Linked DNA regions of Mus musculus: regions 2, 3, 4 and 5 are each linked to region 1. The links are chromatin contacts, called in public HiChIP or PLAC-seq and promoter capture Hi-C maps. All regions are on one chromosome and are shown on one strand. Each heading gives the region's core, a stretch centred on a gene start, on an enhancer-like site or on the middle of the called end of the contact. The rest is flanking DNA. Distances are from core to core; before and after follow the strand shown.

What was found. HiChIP or PLAC-seq counts read pairs in DNA pulled down with a chosen protein or histone mark. Capture Hi-C pulls out chosen DNA fragments and counts their contacts.
Region 2: an H3K4me3 HiChIP or PLAC-seq map of embryonic stem cells shows a contact between it and region 1, with 34 read pairs. The contact joins the promoter of Nemp1 here to the promoter of Sdr9c7 in region 1. A contact is called at or near these places in 10 of 39 promoter capture datasets (3T3-L1-derived adipocytes, the HPC-7 cell line, cranial neural crest and 6 more), 1 of 484 Hi-C or Micro-C datasets (embryonic stem cells), 11 of 115 datasets of contacts at active chromatin or transcription factors (embryonic stem cells, hepatocytes, intestinal crypt epithelium and 3 more) and 3 of 9 other capture datasets (adipose tissue, liver and pancreatic islet).
Region 3: a promoter capture Hi-C map of adipose tissue shows a contact between it and region 1. The contact joins the promoter of Myo1a here to the promoter of Sdr9c7 in region 1. A contact is called at or near these places in 13 of 39 promoter capture datasets (the C10 cell line, the HPC-7 cell line, cranial neural crest and 8 more), 1 of 484 Hi-C or Micro-C datasets (embryonic stem cells), 6 of 115 datasets of contacts at active chromatin or transcription factors (embryonic stem cells, intestinal villus epithelium and trophoblast stem cells) and 3 of 9 other capture datasets (adipose tissue, liver and pancreatic islet).
Region 4: an H3K27ac HiChIP or PLAC-seq map of embryonic stem cells shows a contact between it and region 1, with 6 read pairs. The contact joins the promoter of Ptges3 here to the promoter of Sdr9c7 in region 1. A contact is called at or near these places in 2 of 39 promoter capture datasets (both in liver) and 1 of 115 datasets of contacts at active chromatin or transcription factors (embryonic stem cells).
Region 5: a contact with region 1 is called in a promoter capture Hi-C map of pancreatic islet. The contact joins the promoter of Gpr182 here to the promoter of Sdr9c7 in region 1. A contact is called at or near these places in 19 of 39 promoter capture datasets (the C10 cell line, the HPC-7 cell line, the SN4741 cell line and 10 more), 1 of 15 datasets of contacts at CTCF or cohesin (embryonic stem cells), 7 of 484 Hi-C or Micro-C datasets (Sertoli cells, bone marrow-derived macrophages, embryonic fibroblasts and 3 more), 22 of 115 datasets of contacts at active chromatin or transcription factors (bone marrow-derived macrophages, cardiomyocytes, craniofacial prominence and 11 more) and 4 of 9 other capture datasets (adipose tissue, embryonic stem cells, liver and 1 more).

Annotation. Positions count from the first base shown.
Region 1 is chr10:127,896,950-127,900,634 of GRCm38.p6, forward strand. It overlaps Sdr9c7 (4short chain dehydrogenase/reductase family 9C, member 7), which reads left to right and starts at 1,586. Exons shown (of 4, transcript NM_027301.3): 1 at 1,586-1,996. The coding sequence starts at 1,696.
Region 2 is chr10:127,675,229-127,678,913 of GRCm38.p6, forward strand. Nemp1 (nuclear envelope integral membrane protein 1) reads left to right here and starts at 1,837. Exons shown (of 9, transcript NM_001113211.1): 1 at 1,837-1,999. The coding sequence starts at 1,870. Gm16230 (a long non-coding RNA gene) reads right to left here and starts at 1,531. Exons shown (of 4, transcript XR_872178.1): 1 at 1,443-1,531.
Region 3 is chr10:127,703,503-127,707,187 of GRCm38.p6, forward strand. It overlaps Myo1a (myosin IA), which reads left to right and starts at 1,754. Exons shown (of 27, transcript NM_001081219.2): 1 at 1,754-1,867; 2 at 1,964-2,079; 3 at 2,322-2,416; 4 at 3,318-3,422; 5 at 3,625-3,671. The coding sequence starts at 1,754.
Region 4 is chr10:128,056,943-128,060,627 of GRCm38.p6, forward strand. Ptges3 (prostaglandin E synthase 3) reads left to right here and starts at 2,040. Exons shown (of 8, transcript NM_019766.4): 1 at 2,040-2,344. The coding sequence starts at 2,343.
Region 5 is chr10:127,750,175-127,753,859 of GRCm38.p6, forward strand. Gpr182 (G protein-coupled receptor 182) reads right to left here and starts at 1,624. Exons shown (of 2, transcript NM_007412.2): 1 at 1,426-1,624; 2 at 1-922. The coding sequence starts at 906.

The DNA.
Region 1 (3,685 bases), core at 336-2,835:
CAGCAGCATCTGCCCTGACTTTCTGCAAGGTCTCTACTCACTCTCTGTAATCATTCTCTGTAATTGCTGCCCCTGATACTTTCCAAGCCTTGGCCTCACTCTCCCTACAAATCATCTCCCTTGGACCCAGGACTCTGCCCAAGCTCTTCCCACAGTTTCAATGAGTTAATTGTCCAACGTCATCTGGTCTGGCTGCCTGTCAGTCTCAGAGAACCTCAGATCAGAGCTATCCATTCCCTAACTCCCCTCAATGCTGTGTCTTAGTTCCTGGCTTCTCTTGCCGTCGTCTGCTGTTCCATCTGTCCTTGACCCCATACCTTCTAATCATTTTGACTTCTTCTCCCCTCTCCTCTTGCACATCCAGCTAGCCACAGTGTCGCATGCTGTGTTAGTCCCTCCCTTGCTCTGTCGCATTTCTTGCCTTCAGTCTCTCCAGCTCATCAAACTACCTAAAATATGCCTGGTGCTGGGGATACAAGGAAAGGAACCTTCCCCAAGATCCCTTTCCTGAGGGAGCTGATGAGCCCTCAGGACTGGGCTCCTACAATGGCCAGGTCACCAGCCCATAGGATGGATGGAATACTAGGTTAGTTTCCAATATGGAGATTTCTTGCTGCTAACTTGAATATCACCCGCCCAACAACCACCAAGGTTCCGGTTGGTTTTGGGTGTTTTGTTTGTTTGAGGCAGGATCTCTTGTATCCCAGATTGGCCTCTAGCTAGATATGTAGCAGAGGATGACCTTTGAACTCCAGATCCTCCCATTTCTACCTCGCAACTGCTGAAACAAATGTGCAGAACCACACCCAGCTGTTTGAGGCTCTCTACTTTTTAGAAGTTGAAACTCATACCTCCAGCCTCCTCTAGAGAGACTCTGGAGTCAGCACTGTGGAGTCACACCCAGCCTGGAAAAACCCTGTATTTTTTATCATTTGTCATGATGGAAACTCACCATCTCCAGAGAAGTCGGTCATGGTGGCACCTGCCTGAAATCCCAGTGCCTGGTAGAGGCAGAGGACTGTCACCCATTTTAAGTCACCTTGGCAAGTTCAGGCCAAGCCAGCCAGGGCTGTTAGGGATACTGTCTCAACAACTAAACTAAAGAAAATACATTAATTAAAGCTCTCTAAGGGCTGATGAGCTGGTATTCATTCCTACTGGAATTCAGTCCTCGAAATTCAGCTTTTGTTCGCTTTGTATTAATGATTTCATCTTTTTTTTTTCAGGTAATAAAAATTAAATTTGTTGACAAGCTTAAATGCACGGAAGAGGGTTTTTGATCCCTAGGCAGAAGGTAAAACTGGGATAGGATTTTCTTAAAGAGAGCTCAGATCAGATCTAAGCCCTTCTTTGCCTCCCGTGCCCCTTCCCAGAATGCACTTGAGTTCCCATGACTATGAATATCCCCATTTTTGGATCCCTCTCCTGAAAGGTCTAGAGGAGAGATGGAGAGGCCAGGGCAGTGGCTTTGTCAGAGTGACACACTGCAGGTTGGACTTGAATTTCTTGCATCTGAGCTAATTGCTGTGGCAATGCAGCCACCTATAAAATTACAGAGTGGCTCACCCAGATGCCCGTATCTGTTGCAAGTCTCAGAAGCTCTCCTTTCCTGTGGGTTCCTGTGGGCTGCCTGCTGGGCTCTGAGGATCAGCCTATCCTACCATCTCCTGGGTCCATCCTCAGACATCAGCTCCCATGGCGGCCCTCACAGACTTTGCTTTTATGTACCGCTGGTTCAAAAATTGCAATCTGGTTAAAAACCTCTCTGAGAAGTATGTCTTCATCACTGGCTGTGACTCCGGCTTTGGGAACCTGTTGGCCAAACAACTGGTTGATAGGGGCATGAAAGTGCTTGCTGCCTGCCTCACTGAGGAGGGGGCTCAGAAACTCCTGCAGGACACCTCCCACCAGCTGCAGACCTTCCTCCTAGATGTCACCAAGTCGGAGAACGTCAAGGAAGCAGCCCAGTGGGTGAGGGACCAAGTGGGCGAGCAAGGTGGGGTGTATTCTTGGATATTCTTCTCTCTCTCTCTCTCTGTGTGTGTGTGTGTGTGTGTGTGTGTGTGTGTGTGTGTGTGTGTGTGAGACCCTGATGTCCAAATGGGGATGGGAAGATGAAATAGGAACAGGCTGGAAGGCTCTAGTCCAGTAGAATCTGGTTTGGCCAGCTGACGACGAAGAAACACCCTGAGGAAATTTCCTCCATCTAAGGCAACAACTTGAAAGTTCTGAATACCCAAACCTCTAAAGTGTTTTAGAGACTTCAGGAGTCCCACTATTGGCTCCATATTTCTTGGCCAGCTCAGGCTAGGGATAATCATATAGATGCAAAAGGTGGAAATCTATGGGTGTGACAGGCAGGTCTCTTCTGTACGTCACATACACACATATCCCATAGATGTTGTTGCCTTTGGCAGGAGCTTGTTCCCACCGGGAAAGGAGCCTGTGCTGGGGACTATACCAAGAATGTCTGGGGACTTGCATGCAGGCTGTAGACACTAGATTGCTTACTTATGAGTACAAAAACTGGGAGAAGTAATGGCTCCTAAAAAGTCAAAGCCAGACCTCTGCCCAGGTCAGGCCAACAACTCTAGCTCTTCACTGATTTTCTCTTTAACATTTTACTTTTTTTAAAAAAAGTTATTGTTATGATTGATGTGTGTGTGTGTGTGTGTGTGTGTGTGTGTGTGTGTGTGTACCATGCATGAGGAGGTCAGAAGAAAGCATTGGCTCTGTGGATCTGGAGTCACAGAAAAAGAAAAGACAGTATGAAAAATGTGCGTATGAGTGAGCCAGAGGATAACTTTTGGAAGTCATTTCTCAATTCCCACCATGTGAGCCCTGGGGATGGAACGCAGGTCTTCAGGCTTGTGCCTCAGGACTTTCTGCTGAGCTGTCCTGCTGGCCCTCTCTTTCTTTATCATGTCTTCTCTGCTGAGTTAAGATTCCTAAGAGTGGACTTTGTGTCTCTTCTACTCACCCCAAGTCCTGAGTACCGACCGAGGAGGAAACCTAGCACCTAAGAAGGTACTTAGCAGATATTTTCTGAATGAATTAGCTAATGAATAACTTGGCAGGGGTGAGCCTCTTCCACCACACTGCTGTCCCAGCCTGTTTCCTGAATACAGCCTCCTCCATCCGGCCTCTTGTGTTCATTACTCACTGGGCGGTCTCCTGTAGCTGCTGCAACAAATTCATGCAAATGAATAGGTTAGACAACACATATTTATTACCTCATAATTCCTGAAGGAATAAATCCAAAAATGATTCTCGAGACTCAAGGTCCCAGCAGATCTTTGCTCATCTGGGGGACTCTAGGGCAGAGCTCACGTCCAGGTTTCCCACCTTCAGAGGCTACCTACATTCCGACAGAGGAGAAAATGAGGCTCCCCGAGCCTCAGGTCCTGATGCATCAGTGATCTACACTCTAGAGAGGACCACATACAGCTCGTGTCTCCGAGGGTGGTGCCAGAGAAACACACTATCATCCTTAGCTCGTGGCTCACTCCCTCTTCCAGTAAGCCTGGGACATGTCCTCTTAAAGGCTTTTCATTTCTCTGGCTCTTCGGCTCCTGCATTCTGTTTCCACTTAGGTATCCTGTGGTTTTGTGGGTTTACCCAGTGAACCTAGGATAATGTATCCCTGTGTAAGGTCAGTTGATTAGCTGCCTTCCATCTGCCTATA
Region 2 (3,685 bases), core at 587-3,086, 220 kb before region 1:
ATATGTACAGTACTCACAGAAACCGAAGCAGGACCGAAAGATGGGCAGGGCGGACTGGCAGGGAAGAGGTGACTCACGCTTGCAATCTCAGTTTTGTTTTTCGGGCTTTTTTTTTTCTTCCTGTTCCAAGATCCATATTATATGACATGTGGTTCATCGTGTTTACGTATGCTCCCTTGTCTGGGATAGTTTGTTAGTCTTCCCTTGTTTCACATTAATGTAAGTTTTTGTTTTGAGGTTGGTTTTAGATGTGTAGTGCAAGCTAATCTTATTTGTGATCCTCTGACCTGAGTGTTTTGAATGCTGGAGTTAACAGATATGGACCAACACGCCTCCTGTTAACCTTGACATTAAAAGTTTTTTTTTTTTTTTTTTTTTTTTTTTATCAATCGATCCATTAATTGTGTGGGGGGTATTGTGTGCCACAGAGTCAGTATGGAGGTCCTGTGGGAGCAGAAGTTGGTTTTCTCCTGTCATATGAGTTCTAGGTTTACACAACCGAGCCATCGCAATAAGCCATCTATATGTGTGTATAAATGTGCATATACATGTATACATGTGTCTACACACAAGTGTGTGTATATATATGTGTGTGTGTATGTATGTGTATATATATATGTATATGTATATATATGTGTGTGTGTGTGTGTATATATATGTATGTATATACACACACATACAGGTTCTCACGGTTCAAACTCTATAATCCTGGCTACTCTTCAATTCTCAGCAAGCCTTCATTCTCAACTTCCCAAGTGATGGGATTACAAGCACGCCTTTAATCCCAGCACTTGGGAGGCAGAGGCAGGCAGATTTATGGGTTCAAGGCCATGGTCTACAGAGTGAGTTCCAGGACAGTCAGGGATACACAGAGAAACCCTGTCTCAAAAAACCAAAAAAAAAAAAAAAAAAAAAAAAAAAAGGTGCTTCAATTTTCAATTTCTGTAAGTGCTACACACACAGTGCCTGGACTGCAAGTACTGGGAGGCACCTAAGCCACAGAAAGAACTTAGATTTGAGCTCAGAACCTACTTTGTGTTTTTTCTCTCTCTCTTAGCCTTGGCTTTTTTTTTTTTTTTTCCCAAATGGAGAGGATAAGCTGTCTTAATTATCACTTGTTTCGTTTCAAAACCAGAAATGCTCGGGACTTGTAGTTTATTCCTGTGGCGTTGGTGATTGAAACGAGGGCCTTGTGCACAGTTTAGCTACATCTTCAGTCAAAAAAGGAAACCGAAGCCAAATTAATACTTTTTTTTGGTGTTTTGTTTTCTGTTTGTTTTTTTCTTGCAGTGCTGGGGATCGAAGTCAGAGTTTCTATCTCAGCTCTATCTCTACATTTTCAAACGTTGTTTATGCCTGCAAAACCTTGACAACGCACAATAATCCTGTACTTATTGCTGAAATATTTCAGAACTTTGGAGACAGGCTGGCAATCATTTTACCTTAAAAAACGGTCACGGGAGAACCTTACTCGTGAAGAGTTGCCACTGGCTAGCATGTCATAAAAGGGCCGAGGAAGAAAGGAAAGAAAAACTAGAAGAGACGTTTCGATGGAAACACGCAGTCCAGGAGGCCTCCTCTCATTCTGATTTCCTATTGGGTAAGCTTTCCATCAATCTCATTTGTAAATAAACCGCGGACGGAAGCAGATTGCGGGGAAAGGGCGGGCTCTTCCTGTCGTCACTGCCAGGATTGGCGTTGCTAGGAGGTGTGGCTCCTAGGGGCGCGGGAGGGCGGAGCGCGCGAGGCCCCGCCTGCTCCACGGGTGGGGGTGGGGGCGGGTCTCGCAGCCGATTGGCTGCCGGCGCTGCCCGTTCGGAGACAGTTGCTGAGGAGGGGCACGCGAGGAGGAGGCGGTGTGAGGCATCCATGGCGGGAGGAATCAAAGTGTCGGTGTGGTCGGCGGTTGGTCCAGGGCCCCGGTGCTGGGGGGCCGGGGGCGGCGGCGGCGCCACATGGCTGCTCTTGGTCGTCGCCGGCTGCGTGGTCTGCGGCTCAGGTACCACCCGGGCAGCGGCTGCCCAGGGGTCGGGCGCGAGGGCGTTAAATGTGGAAAAGTGGTTTCTTATCCCGAGGGTGCGGCCCGTTACTCGGAGCAGCTCGGGACGCTGAGTGAGACGCTCCAGGGACGGTCCGCACTGACGGGTCCCGGGCCGCCCTCCGGACAGCTCGGGTCGGGCGGAGGCCTGAGCCTTCCCCAGGAAGGGAGGCCTGGGCTGGTTGACACCCTTTAGGGGGGAAACCACGGAGGGGCTCCGAGGTGCTGCTAGGTCTCTTGAATTTCTGAGTTAAAACGGATTTCTGGGTTTCGCCCTGAAATAGGTCAGGAGAAAGCAAACGCCCCACTCATTCAGTTTACTAAAAACACCCCAGGGATGGATCTGTCTCGGTACAGTGGAATAGAGTTCACCTGAATGTTTTTCAAGACAGGGTCTCTCAGGGTAGCCCCTGGCTGTTCTGGAACTCACACCTTAGACCGGGCCGGCCTGGAGTTGAGAGACCCACCTGCCTCTGCCTCCTGTGTGCTGGGATTAAAGGTGTGTGCCACCACTGGCCTCCTGTTAAGATCCTCCTCCCAAATAGCTCCGGAGAACACACCTGGAGTCATTATACTCCAGTTGCCCAGGAAAGATAAGAGGCCATCCGCTTAAGCGGGACGTAGTTCCTAAGTTTATTCATTCTTTCAAGCACATTCATTTTGTACTTTCTGCTGGACAGTCAACTCCGGACTAGGTAAGAAACTTATTTTGTGATCCCGACCAGAAAAAAAAAAAATTAAAAGTTGATAAGAAATCGTGTTTTCCCTCCCTTGTTAAATAGTGGCCGGGAAAATAAGTGATGTTTGCCAACATCCACTGGAGGGAGTAGCAACTCCAGAGAATAAAGACAGCCAAGGCGTGTAAGCACACATCCACTCTCATACTGCCCCCTTCCGTTCCTGCCTGCCTGTCACTTGCTCTCACTTGTGGCTTTAAGATCAACACCCATAAATATATTGTTCAAGAGGGACTGGAGACTTCTTTTGGGAAGAGAGTATATGTCCAGGAAAGATTCTTTTCCGGATCAGGGCCTAAAAGCCTAGAACAGGATTTGGAAGGACTGTCACCTGAATAAACTGTCAAAATGGGGCCTCGGGGTGTGAGGACATAAGGAGATACTAAGCACAGTCAGCAGTTCCTTTGAGATTTCCTTTACAGGACACTGGGGATTGAAACGGAAAGCAAAAAGCCAGGCATAGTGGCTCAGAACTTTACTCCCAGCACTTGGGAGGCCAAGGGAGACAGATCTCTCCAGTTCGAAGATAGCCTGGTTGGTCTACGTAGTGAGTTCCAGGACAACCGGAGCTACCTACACCTGGAAACAAATAAGCAAATAATAAAATAACTTAAAAAAAAAAAGTGCCGGGCGTGATCGTGCACGCCTTTAATCCCAGCACTTGGGAGGCAGAGGCAGACAAATCTCTGAGTTCAAGGCCAGCCTGGATTACAGAGTGAGTTCCAGGACAGCCAGGGCTACACAGAGAAACCCTGTCTGGAAAAACCAACCAACCAACAACAACAAAAGTAACCTAAAGCACACTTTTCTGCTTGCTTGCTTCCCTTCCTCCTTTCATTGAGACAGGGTCTCACTGTGTCGTGCAGGCTGCTTTGCAACTCATGTGTAACTCTGACCTGTAACTCAGGCT
Region 3 (3,685 bases), core at 504-3,003, 190 kb before region 1:
AGGGAGCCGGGGTGGAGAAGAGCAGCACAGAGGAAGGTCAGACTGAAGACATCTTTGACACCATGGACAGCTCCTGCTAACTAAGCCGCTGCTCCATCTTTGGAATCTGTGGCTCATACCCTTCCCATCAGACTGGGACTTGCTCCCCACCCCCATTCTCCAAGGGGCACCGAAGTACGCCCTTGTTTCTACTGTTGGGTAAGTCCTGCCCTGCCCTGTCACCTTGGGGTGCTCCTTCTGGGATCTGTTTCTTTTTTTCCTTTCTCACCTTCAGATAATCATACTTGTACTCCTCTCAATTCAAACTCAAAGCTGTGTTCCTATACCCTACCTCTGCTTCACACCCTTCCCTGCCAGGTTGCTTCAAAGACTCTGTGTGTGTGTGTGTATGTGTGTGTGTGTGTGTGCTCTCATGTGTGCACGCATGTGATGTGTACTCGCACACGCAGGTGGGAGAGACAGACAAAGACTGGATCTTACTTTGTACTTCAGGCTGGTCTGTGGTTCATTGTGCAGCCCAGGTTGATCTCAAACTTATGGCAATCCTCCTGCCTTGGCCTCCTGAATACTGTGATTACAGGCATAAGCCACCTCGGATGGCTACTTGCCTTTAATCTGAGAAATATGGGCTAATAGTACTATCCACTTCATGGGCTATTATAACTGTCAAGTTACAGTGTTTAGAGCTCTGTCTGTCCTGTGATGAACACTGCGTGTTTTCTAGAGACTGCTATCATCAGTATTCATGTGGTGCCCTAGGTATTTAGGAAGTTACTGGAGCTTGGGGAAACAAAATGAAGGAGAAAGAAGCCTGGATGCCTTCCTTGCCCTGTATGCTGTTCTCGTTCTTCCCCTAGGTTCAGAGAAGCCAGAGAGTGAGGGAATGTGTTGTACTCCTTCTAGGGAGTGGCACTGACCATTGTACTACTTCTGCTGCCCTGCCCACTCAGTCTGCTTGAGGAGAGCTTTTATTTCCTGCAGGAACACCTGCCACATGCTTGCAGCATGTGGCCCAGCCCAGCTCTCCCTGCCCCCAACCCTCAGAGTCCTCCCTGGAGCACTCTCCTTCCCCACTCCCACCAGCTACTAAAAAATGGGGTGTGTCTCTTTGGGCAAAGTCCATGCCAGAAGATGATAGGTATGGTATAAACTGTGAAGATTTTACAACTAAAGACGGAAGCAGGGGAGATAATGAGAGACCTCACAGTTGAGAAAGCCTACCCACTCCCATTTTCCACGGGCAGCTCTGACCTTTTGTTTACATTGCTGATCTCATCACTTTATCCAACATCTAAAAATGAAGTCACTGTGGTAATGGCAAGAAAGAGAGACCTCTTGGAGATGGGAATTGTAGAGGGATTAGGTGACTGAGACAGGGGTTGGATATAAGCACTGGAGCAAGGGGCCAGAGAGAGCGCCCCCCTCAGGAGGGAGGAGGGAGAGCACCTTGAATACCTGGCTGCAGAACAAAGCTTGGCTCACCCTTCTTCCAGCTTTCTCCTTTAAGCACAATTCTGCTCCCCTTCCCCTCAGGTGGGCAGACAGAGGTAGTCCTATCTGATGCCCATCTCACCCTCTACCCCGGGTTCCTCCACCTCCCTGGATGGCCAGGTTGGTCCAGAGACCCTTCTAGTCAGAGGGCTCTCCTGTAGGCCCTTATGCCTCCTTGCCCTCCCACCATGACTTAACTCTTAAGCTGAGCCATCAGCAGCAATTTACAGTGTTCACTCCTAGGACCCTCTAGCCTCTTGGCATGCCTCTCCTGGAAGGTCCCGTGGGGGTGGAAGACCTCATCCTCCTGGAGCCCCTAGATGAGGAGTCTCTGATCAAGAACCTCCAACTCCGTTATGAAAACAAAGAGATTTATGTGAGCTTGCCATGGGAGCCAGGCTGTGGGGGTACCCAGGGGGTTCCAGTATTCCTCCTGCCAGGCTCATCTGTCTCACCCTCCTTCTGACCCCAGACATACATTGGGAATGTGGTGATCTCAATGAACCCCTACGAGCAGCTTCCCATCTATGGACCAGAGTTCATTGCCAAATACCGGGACTATACTTTCTATGAGCTGAAGCCTCACATGTGAGTAAAGGGAACCAGAGGAGGGCTGACAAATGTCCATGAAGCATCCTCCTCTCCCCCTCCCCGGTCTTTCCCCAAAGGAGCTCCTCCAGCATCCCTCTTCCCCTGAGAATCCTTCCTAGACTCAGTTCTTGTCTGATCTGGATCACACGGGGAGGGTGGATGAACCCAGCGCTAAGGATTGGAAGATGATGCCCTTGGGCTGGCCTCACATTGACCACTGACCACTTCCTTCCCACAAGCTATGCTTTGGCAAATGTGGCCTACCAGTCACTGAAGGATCGGGACCGGGACCAGTGTATCCTCATCACAGGCGAGAGTGGAGCTGGCAAGACTGGTGAGGAGGCTCAAGGCTTGGGAGAGACCAGAGATGGTGTCTGGAGTCACCTCCTTATCTCTCCAAGCCAGGCCTGTCCCTGTCCTCTGTCCCCATTACTTCCTCTCTGGTTTTTCTTCCTTATTTTCTTTTTTAGGATTTTTACATTTTTTCTGTCTATATGTATATGACTGAGTGTGTGTATATATTTGCACCACAGACATGCGGGTACCTGCAGAAGGCAAAAGAGGCTGTCAGATCCTCTGGAACTGGAGTTGCAGGTGGTTTTGAGCCACCCAATGTGGGTGCTGGGAACTGAACCTAGGTCTTCTACAAGAGCCTCAAGTAACACATGGCAGTATTTGTGCATGCCCTCAGTCCCAGCACTCTATTTGTGCATGCCCTCAGTCCCAGCACTCTATTTGTGCATGCCCTCAGTCCCAGCACTCTATTTGTGCATGCCCTCAGTCCCAGCACTCTATTTGTGCATGCCCTCAGTCCCAGCACTCTATTTGTGCATGCCCTCAGTCCCAGCACTCAGGAGGCAGCAGCAGGAGGATCTCTGAGTTTGAGGCCAGGCTGGTCTACAGAGCAAGTCCCAGGACAGCCAGGGCTACCCAGAGACAACATCTCCAAAAACCAAGTGCACACGCACACGCACACTCACACACATACATTTGCGTGCACACACACAGAGCAGCAAGTGTTCTTAACCACTCCAGCCCAGTCCCTGTTTTTCTTACTGTTAGTGATGTGGTGTCAGAGCTAAATGGGATGGGAGTGAGCGTGCCCTGGCTGGGGACTCTGTGATAGTTAAGGAGGTAGAAGCGGTTGTGTCCTGGTCAAGGACTCTGATAGTTAACGGTGGGAGGGGGAGGGGGAGGGGGAGTGTCCTGACTCACTCAGAGTTTCTCCTGCACAGAGGCGAGTAAGCTAGTGATGTCCTACGTGGCTGCTGTCTGTGGGAAAGGAGAGCAGGTGAACTCTGTGAAGGAGCAGCTGCTTCAGTCAAACCCAGTGCTGGAAGGTGAGCCGCTACTCTCTACTCTCTTTATCCCCAGAGTCCCTTAGCCTTAGTAGACCCTCTTCCAAAATTGTGGTTTCCCTTCAGCATAAAAGCTACCATTGGTCAGCAGACTGGAAGGAGCTGTGCCCTCAGGTCTTTCCTCCTCTGGGCTCCAACTCTTGGGAGCTTCGGCCCCTCACTTTCTCTTTCTTCCCGTCCACAGCATTTGGCAATGCCAAGACCATCCGCAATAACAACTCCTCTCGATTTGTGAGTGAACACAT
Region 4 (3,685 bases), core at 790-3,289, 160 kb after region 1:
GCCTGATTTTAACTGTGCTAGGGTTAAGGGCATATGTCATACCTGGCCTTGTTTAAGTTTTGTGTGGGGGTGTTTTGCCTGTGTGTAGTATCTATGCCCAATGCACATGCCTGGTGCCATTGGAGGCCAGAGGTCAGATATCCTGGGACTAATGGAACTGAACCCAGGTCTTATAGAAGAGCAGCCAGTGCTCTAAATTCTGAGCTATTTCTTCATCCCTGATAAAAGTTTCTTAACAAGGCCTGTTCTGTTTCTTCCAGTTAACATGTCCCTCTTTTTTTGTGCTTCTAACACTTTTCAATTTTCCATTATAACAGTGGGTCTTTTTTCTTTTGGGGATGTGTTAGTAGTTGCTGGTGTCATGGTCTAAGCCCAGGGCTTACCCATGCTAAGCAAGTACTCTACCACTGAGCTACATCCTAACCTTTATTGAAATTGAAAATGTTTCTTTTTGGGGGGTGGGGTTGTCTGTTTTGTTTTTGTCTGATTTGGGGGGGGGGTTTGTTTTGTTTTTTGATTTTTGAGACAGGGTTTCTCTGTGTAGCCCTGGCTGCCCTGGAACTCACTTGGTAGACCAGGCTGGTCTCGAACTCAGAATCTGCCTGCCTCTGCCTCCGGAGTGTTGGGATTTAAGGTGTGCACCACCACCGCCCGGCAAGTCTGATTTTTTGAGGCATGTGTCTTTATATATACAAGGCTGGACAAACTCAGAGATCAACCTGCTTCTACCTGCCAACCCACTGTTGGGATTACAGACATGGGCCATGAACCCTAGCTCTTTTCGAATTTTGAGGGAACTGGAGTTAATGGTTCAGCAGTCAGAACACTGGGTGCTCTTAAAGACATAGGTTCTATTCCCAGAACCTACATGGTTCACATGATCTAGTTTCAAAGGATCTCAGGCCCTATTTTTGACCTCTGTGTGGGAATCAGGCACACACACGGTACACATACATAATTGTTGACAGAATACTTACATCACCTCGGGAAAAAATGGAAATTTGAAACAGGGAAGTTGCCCACACTACCAAGTTGTCCCAGCTCCTTCAGCTGAGATTACAAGCCTGTGACACTACACCAGACTAATTTTCATTTCCCTGACAGGTGGTAAAGTTCTTAACATCAGGCAATTGGATCTGGACTATACAGCCAACATCACCAATTAGTCTGCACTGACATCAATATCAAAAGAAAAAAGCCTGTAATACCAGCACATAAGAGACTGAAGCAGGATTACTCTAAAAACCTGATGTCCTAATAGTGGCTCATTGGTCTACCTCTGCCCTAATCCGTCAGTTTTTGATAAGCAGAGATTGTTCTTGGCTACTAACCCCATTTAACCCAGGGCATTGTATACAAAACCAGTCAAAGGATTTTCAAATAGATCCTTAACCACCTCATCTGAACTCACGCAAGGAGACAGCGAATTAATCTAGAAACTTCCCTCCTCGCCTCCCCCAGGGCGCCAATGTCTCCAAGCAGGGGGGAGAGGCGCGCCCCTAAAGGCAAAGAGGCAAAAGCAGCTCCTCCGCTAAAGGAGCCCAGGCGGGATCCGGACAATCAGAAAAACAGCGAGTGGTCCAGGCTTTAAGGACGAAGCCGTTTTTCCACGGATGCAACCGGCGTTGCCGGGCGTGGTGGCTTTGGCACAGGACTGCAATCCCGGACTCGGGCGACTGAACTCGAGGCCAACCTGGGTTTGCGGCAGGCACCCCTGTCTAAGACAAAACAATCCCCACACATCGCCTTGGGGTCTGCTGTATACGCCGCAGCGTCCCACCGCCTTCCAGGGCGGCCCCTACGTCTCTCGGGGAGATCGCCCGCGAGCGTGCTCAGGCGGTTGGCGGCCAACGGCTTGCTAACGCGAGACCGGAGCCCGGGAAGACAGGCGCGAACGGGGCAGCCGGAGGGTCGAGGGGAGGGGCGGGCGCGGGAAGGATCGCGAAGGAGCCGGGAGGCCCCGCCCCTTCCGTAGAGATCTCTAGAAAACCGCGCAGAGCCTGGAAACGGCGATTGCGCACGCGCGGCGGCCGGCCCGGGCATTTTGCTGCGTCACCAGCCGCCGCCCGGCCTCGCCACCCCTCGCGCGCACGCACGCTCCTTCTCCGTCCTCGCGCCCCTTTTCCTACACTTTCCTTCTCTCCCGGGTTGAGGGAGCCGCTCTCCGCGCGGTGCATTCTGGGCATCGAGGCCGAGCCCGCCGCCGCCGTCGCCTAAGAGGAGCGAGGAGAGGCCGCGACCGGGCAGAGACCGCCGGAGTCGCCGCCGGAGAGGAGTCGACTCGCCAGCCGCCGCCAGCGAGGCCCGCCCACCCGTTTGTCTGGCCCTCTGCCCCGTTCACCATGTGAGTGCGACATCCCGCCGACGGAAGGTCGTCCCGGAGCGGAGCGAGGCCGCGCCGGGAGCCCCGGCTGCCGGGAAACGGCCCCTCGCCCTCCCCCCACCCTCGGCCCTTCGCCTTTCTCCCCGCCCGCGCTGGTGGCAGCCCTGCCGTGGGGTGGGAGGGCCTGCATCCTTGTTCCTGTTACCGTTGGAGGACATTTTTCCTCCAGATGTCCGTTTCCCCACCTCCAGATCGACCCCCGGATTCCTCGTGCCAGAAATCCCACTTTTCTTCCCTAGACAGCCTGGCTCTCTCGGAACTCTGGGAACTTAGCCTTAGGCCCTAAACTCGTGTGTGAGCTTTCCGCCATGAGGGCGCCGGGAGCCGTGGAGTCCTGCCGCTCGGTGCTGATGCCCGGACCCGGCAGGACCGGGCTGAGAGCATTTGTGGGTGCCGCCGTAAGCCGGTGCTACCGGTAGGGCACCACGCGGCCCTCGGCGGCAGGCACTGCTAGGCAACTAGAGGGGGCCATGCCGTCACCACAACGAAACTTCCCGTTCCCACATCTCGGGTCTCTTGAAAATGGTGAACGCTAGCAAATGCGGTCACCTCCTTGGCAGCGAGTAATAGTTACTATGGAGCAGGTAGTTCTGCACGTGTCTAGTCACAAGATACTTGTGGACTCTTTTCTTCTCTGTACCTCAATAAACTTTGGGTGGCATTTCGTCATGCTCTTTGTATGCGGAGGTGAAACAGGTATAAAATGACCATCTCACTTGCCTGAAGGTCTTAATTTGTTTATATGGAGGTTACAGATTCTTTTAATCTAAGAATTTTTGCCCTTATTTTTCTAGCCTGGACAACTTTCAAATATGAGAGAATTGAATTACAGTACTTGAGGGTGGTGTGGGTGGCTGCTATGCACAGCACTAAAAGTTACGGATTGTAGTTGAAAAAAAAAGTTTAACGATTGTACAAGTTTAAGTTTTAACTGCTTGCTTGAATGGCTAAAAATCTAAATTGATAGACGATGTCCTAGAGCCAATTAGTGGCTGAGAAACAGGTCCTAGAAGAAGACCATGTAGTACTAGAAAATGTGTAAAGAAATTTGGAGGAGTCCCCCATAAAAACAAAGATATGTAGCAGGTTTTACATTTTAGTGTTTCATTATAGTAATTTTATTCATGTGTGTGCCCTCCCCCCACCCCCTCGTGTTCCTGGAGGTAAGAGGACAGTCTGTGGGGAAACAATTTAAGTTGTCAGGTAGAGAAACGGAGAGCCTTCACTTGCTTAGCCATCTCACCAGCATGGATTTAAATTTTACCTTTGAGATGTTAAGAAAAAGCTCTTGTGTGTGACTGA
Region 5 (3,685 bases), core at 374-2,873, 150 kb before region 1:
GTCGATGATTTCGTAGAAGAAGTAGAGAAGGTTAACCAGGTGACAGTGGAGGAAGATGTGGGTCCCGTGCAGAGTGAGCAGCAGCATAGTCACTTGGTAGGGCAGCCAGCAGATGGCAAAGACAACTATGTAAGCCCACATCAACAGGCAGTGGCGCCTGCTCTCCGTCTGCCTTTGCCTCCGAAGCCGGCAGGCTGTCAGGATATTGAACACTGCGATGAGAAGAAAAGGCAGTAGGAAGCCCAGGATGGTGGCCGACAGGGCCACTGCCAGGGCCCAGGCGCTGTACGTTTCAAAAGGTGCTAGGAAGAGGCACATGGGCTCGGAGCCATCCAACAGCTGGATGTGCACCACCTCCGGCAGTGGGATAATGGCGGAGAGGACCCAGACGCCTGCGCACACGGCCCTCCGTATTCGGTGCTGGTGGCGCTGCCAGGAGGGAGAGGTGTTGGTGAGGGTGACGTAGCGGTCAATGCTGAGGCACGTCAGGAAGAAGATGCTGCTGTACATGTTGACAAGGTAGAAATAATGAATGAAGCGACAGGAGAAGCTGCCCCAGAGCCAAGTGTACTCCAGCATGACCTCCAGCATCCAAACAGGCAGAGACAGGATGATGCCCAGGTCTGCGATGGCCATGTTGAGGATGTACAGGTTCAGCATCCCCACCCGGCCTGAACGGCGGCAGTTGACACATATCACCAGGACGTTCTCTACTAAGCCTACCACGAAGATGGCCAGGTAGAAGACGAAGAGGACCACGTGTTTGGTGTTCTCGTTGAATTCTATGTGGCAATCGGTAAAGGTCTGGTTGAAGAGGTGGAGCAGCTCTGTCCAGTTGTGGATGTCTCTAAAATCATTGTCCGGTTCCAAGGTGGAGACGGGCCTGGGGCTGGGTATGACTGACATGAGGGCCAACTTGGGTCTGTTGGACAGAAGAGAGGGTTGGAAAAGAAGAAAGAGAGAGAGAGTCCCTGAGAAGGCAGCCTCTGTCTGCCCCCATACCTCCAACTAAAAGGCCTCAGGGGCCTGGGGGAACTCTCTGGCTGAGGGAAGGTGAGAAAAGCATGTTTAGGACTCAGATTATGTCTGCGTTAGTTTGACCCAAGAACAGACATTTTGTAGGAAAATTGGTGTTACTTGTACCCAACAAGGTTTCTTCCCAGCAATTCCAGCTTACTAGCATCCCCAGTGGTCTCTAATTCTGATTCCCTCTTGAGATTTTACTAATTTAGTGCAATCTCCATTAGGGGTTCCTGTTCTGCCTTGCTATTTGGTCATAGGTTTGGGATACACAGACACACAGACAGACACCCACCCACCCCTCACACCTCTGAGCTGCCCCTGGGAAAATCTTTGGATCCCATGGGAAAGCCATTTGTCTCCAGTCCCTGACTGTCATCTTCCCAGGGAGAGTTCAGCACTCACCTGGATTTCTCTTGGGAGCACCTGTCCCGGGGAGCCTGTGGATGGGGCTGTTAGTGCCAGGAGGCTGCAGAGGCAGCTTTGCGGAGCAGGCGCTGCTGCTGGCTCCAGGCAGCTCTGCTTGCCTGCAGGAAGTAGCTGTCACTTGCTGAGGCTCTGTGGGAGAGGGCTGGGGTTTTTCCTGTATCCTCCCAATCCAGTCAAAGGGGACGGACATCCGAGAGACTGACAGTGTGTGTATGTGTCAGGGGTGGGAGTGGGGAGATGGCCAAGCTGCGAGCATTGAAACCCAGACTCAGTAGCCGTACAGATTAGCCTCCTTAAGTCTCGGTTCTTCTCACCTCTGCAAAATGGGGCAACCAAAAAAACAAAAACAAAACAAACAAAAAACCAAAAAACCCAACAACAACAACAACAACAACAAATAAAACAAGATCTCATGGCAAATTTCTTTTTTCTTTGTTTTTATTTTTTTAAAGTTTATTTTATGTGTGTGAGTTTATTTTGCCCACATGTACATACAAGTAACACATTTGTGCCTGGTCACCGAGGAAGTCAGAGGAAGTCTGATCTCTTGCAACTGTAGCTGTGGATGGTTGTGAGCCATCACGTGGGAGCTGGGAACCAAACCCAGGTCCTCCGCAAGAGCAACAAGTGCTCTTAACTGTCTCTCCAGCCCCCGGGGCCAATTTCTTATATGAATACAGAAATGCATGCTTTCATTTCTCTTGATGGCTTAGAGTCTCTCTCCCGTGTGTGTCTGCAGTGACAAGGACAAAACCACACTGCAGTCACTCCGGGCTTCAATGTGTCCCCTTTCATGGTTACAACCCCCTGCCCCACCCCCACCCCCAGAACTTCCATTTTGGAATCAAAGGTCTGCTGATGTGGGGAGCTTCTCAACATGTTGGGGCCCAGAGTTCGGCTGTTTTACACCAGGCACATGGCACACGGCTGACCGTCTGGACCTGAATCTGCATTTGGTAGGATGTACAGACAAGGGTGTGCCAACTGCAAGGGATTAAAGATATGACTGAGATCCTCATAACAATATTAGCCATTTTAAAGATTTCCTATTTGTTTGTTTGCTTGTTTGTTTGTTTTTTGTGTGTGTATGAATGTGTAAGTGTGTGTTGTGTATGCCTTGTGTATGCTAAGAGTCCAGAAGAGGGTGTTAGATCCCTGGAGCCAGAGTTACAGGCAGTTGTGAGTCACTCCATACGGGTATTGGAAACCAAATTCAGGTCCTCTGAAAGAGCAGCAAATGTTCCTAGATGCTTAGCCATCTCTCCAGCCCCCAAATTCTCTGAACAGCTCAATGGCATTTCAGCACATGTTGTGCAGGCTAGCTGACGCAAACTAGCCTCAACAGAGAAAATGCCTCCATAAGATCTGGTTCTAAGACATTTTCTGAATTAGTGACCAGTGGGGAAGGACTCAGCCCATGGTGGGTGGGTGGTGCCATCCCCAGGCTGGTGGTCCTGAGTTCTATAAGAAAGCAGGCTGAGCAAGTCCTGATGAACAAGCCAGGAAGCAGCGCCCCTCCATAGCCTCTGCTCTGCACCAGCTCCTGCCTCCAGGTTCCAGCCCTGTTTGAGTTCCTGTCCTGACTTCCTTCAGTGATGAACTAGAGAAACATAAGCCAAAGAAACCTTTTCCTCCCTAAGTTGCTTGTGGTCATGATGTCAGCAAAAGAAAGTCAAGACATTTTTTGGGTCTTCTTCTTTCCCTCATTTTCCCACTCCCTCTCCCCACCCCCCGCCTCGTGTGTGTGTGTGTGTGTGTGTGTGTGTGTGTGTGTGTGTGTGTGTGCGCGCGCGTGTGCACGTGCAGGTGTGTCTGCAGAGGCCAGAGATCAGTGTCAACTGTGTCAACTATCTCTATTGCTCTTCATTTTATTTACTTACATGTTTTTAAAGGCTTTATTTCTAACTGTAGGTGTTTGCATGTCTGTGCATGTACATGCTACATGTTTGGGAGGGCCCCTGAAGCCCAGAAGAGGGTTTCAGATCCCCTGGGGCTGGAGTTCCATGTGGCTGTGAGCCACTCCACGTGGATGTGTCCAACCCATCTCAGGTCCCCTGGAAGAACATTGGGCTCTCTCAACTGATGAGCCATCTCTCCAACCTTGCCCCATTTGTTTGTTTGCTTGTTTATATTTTTTTACTTTTGACAGTGTAGTTAGTTCACTGGACTTGTACCTCTCCTCTCATATGAGCAGCAAGTCCCTGGCATCCTCCTGTCTCTGCTTTCCCCCAGCACT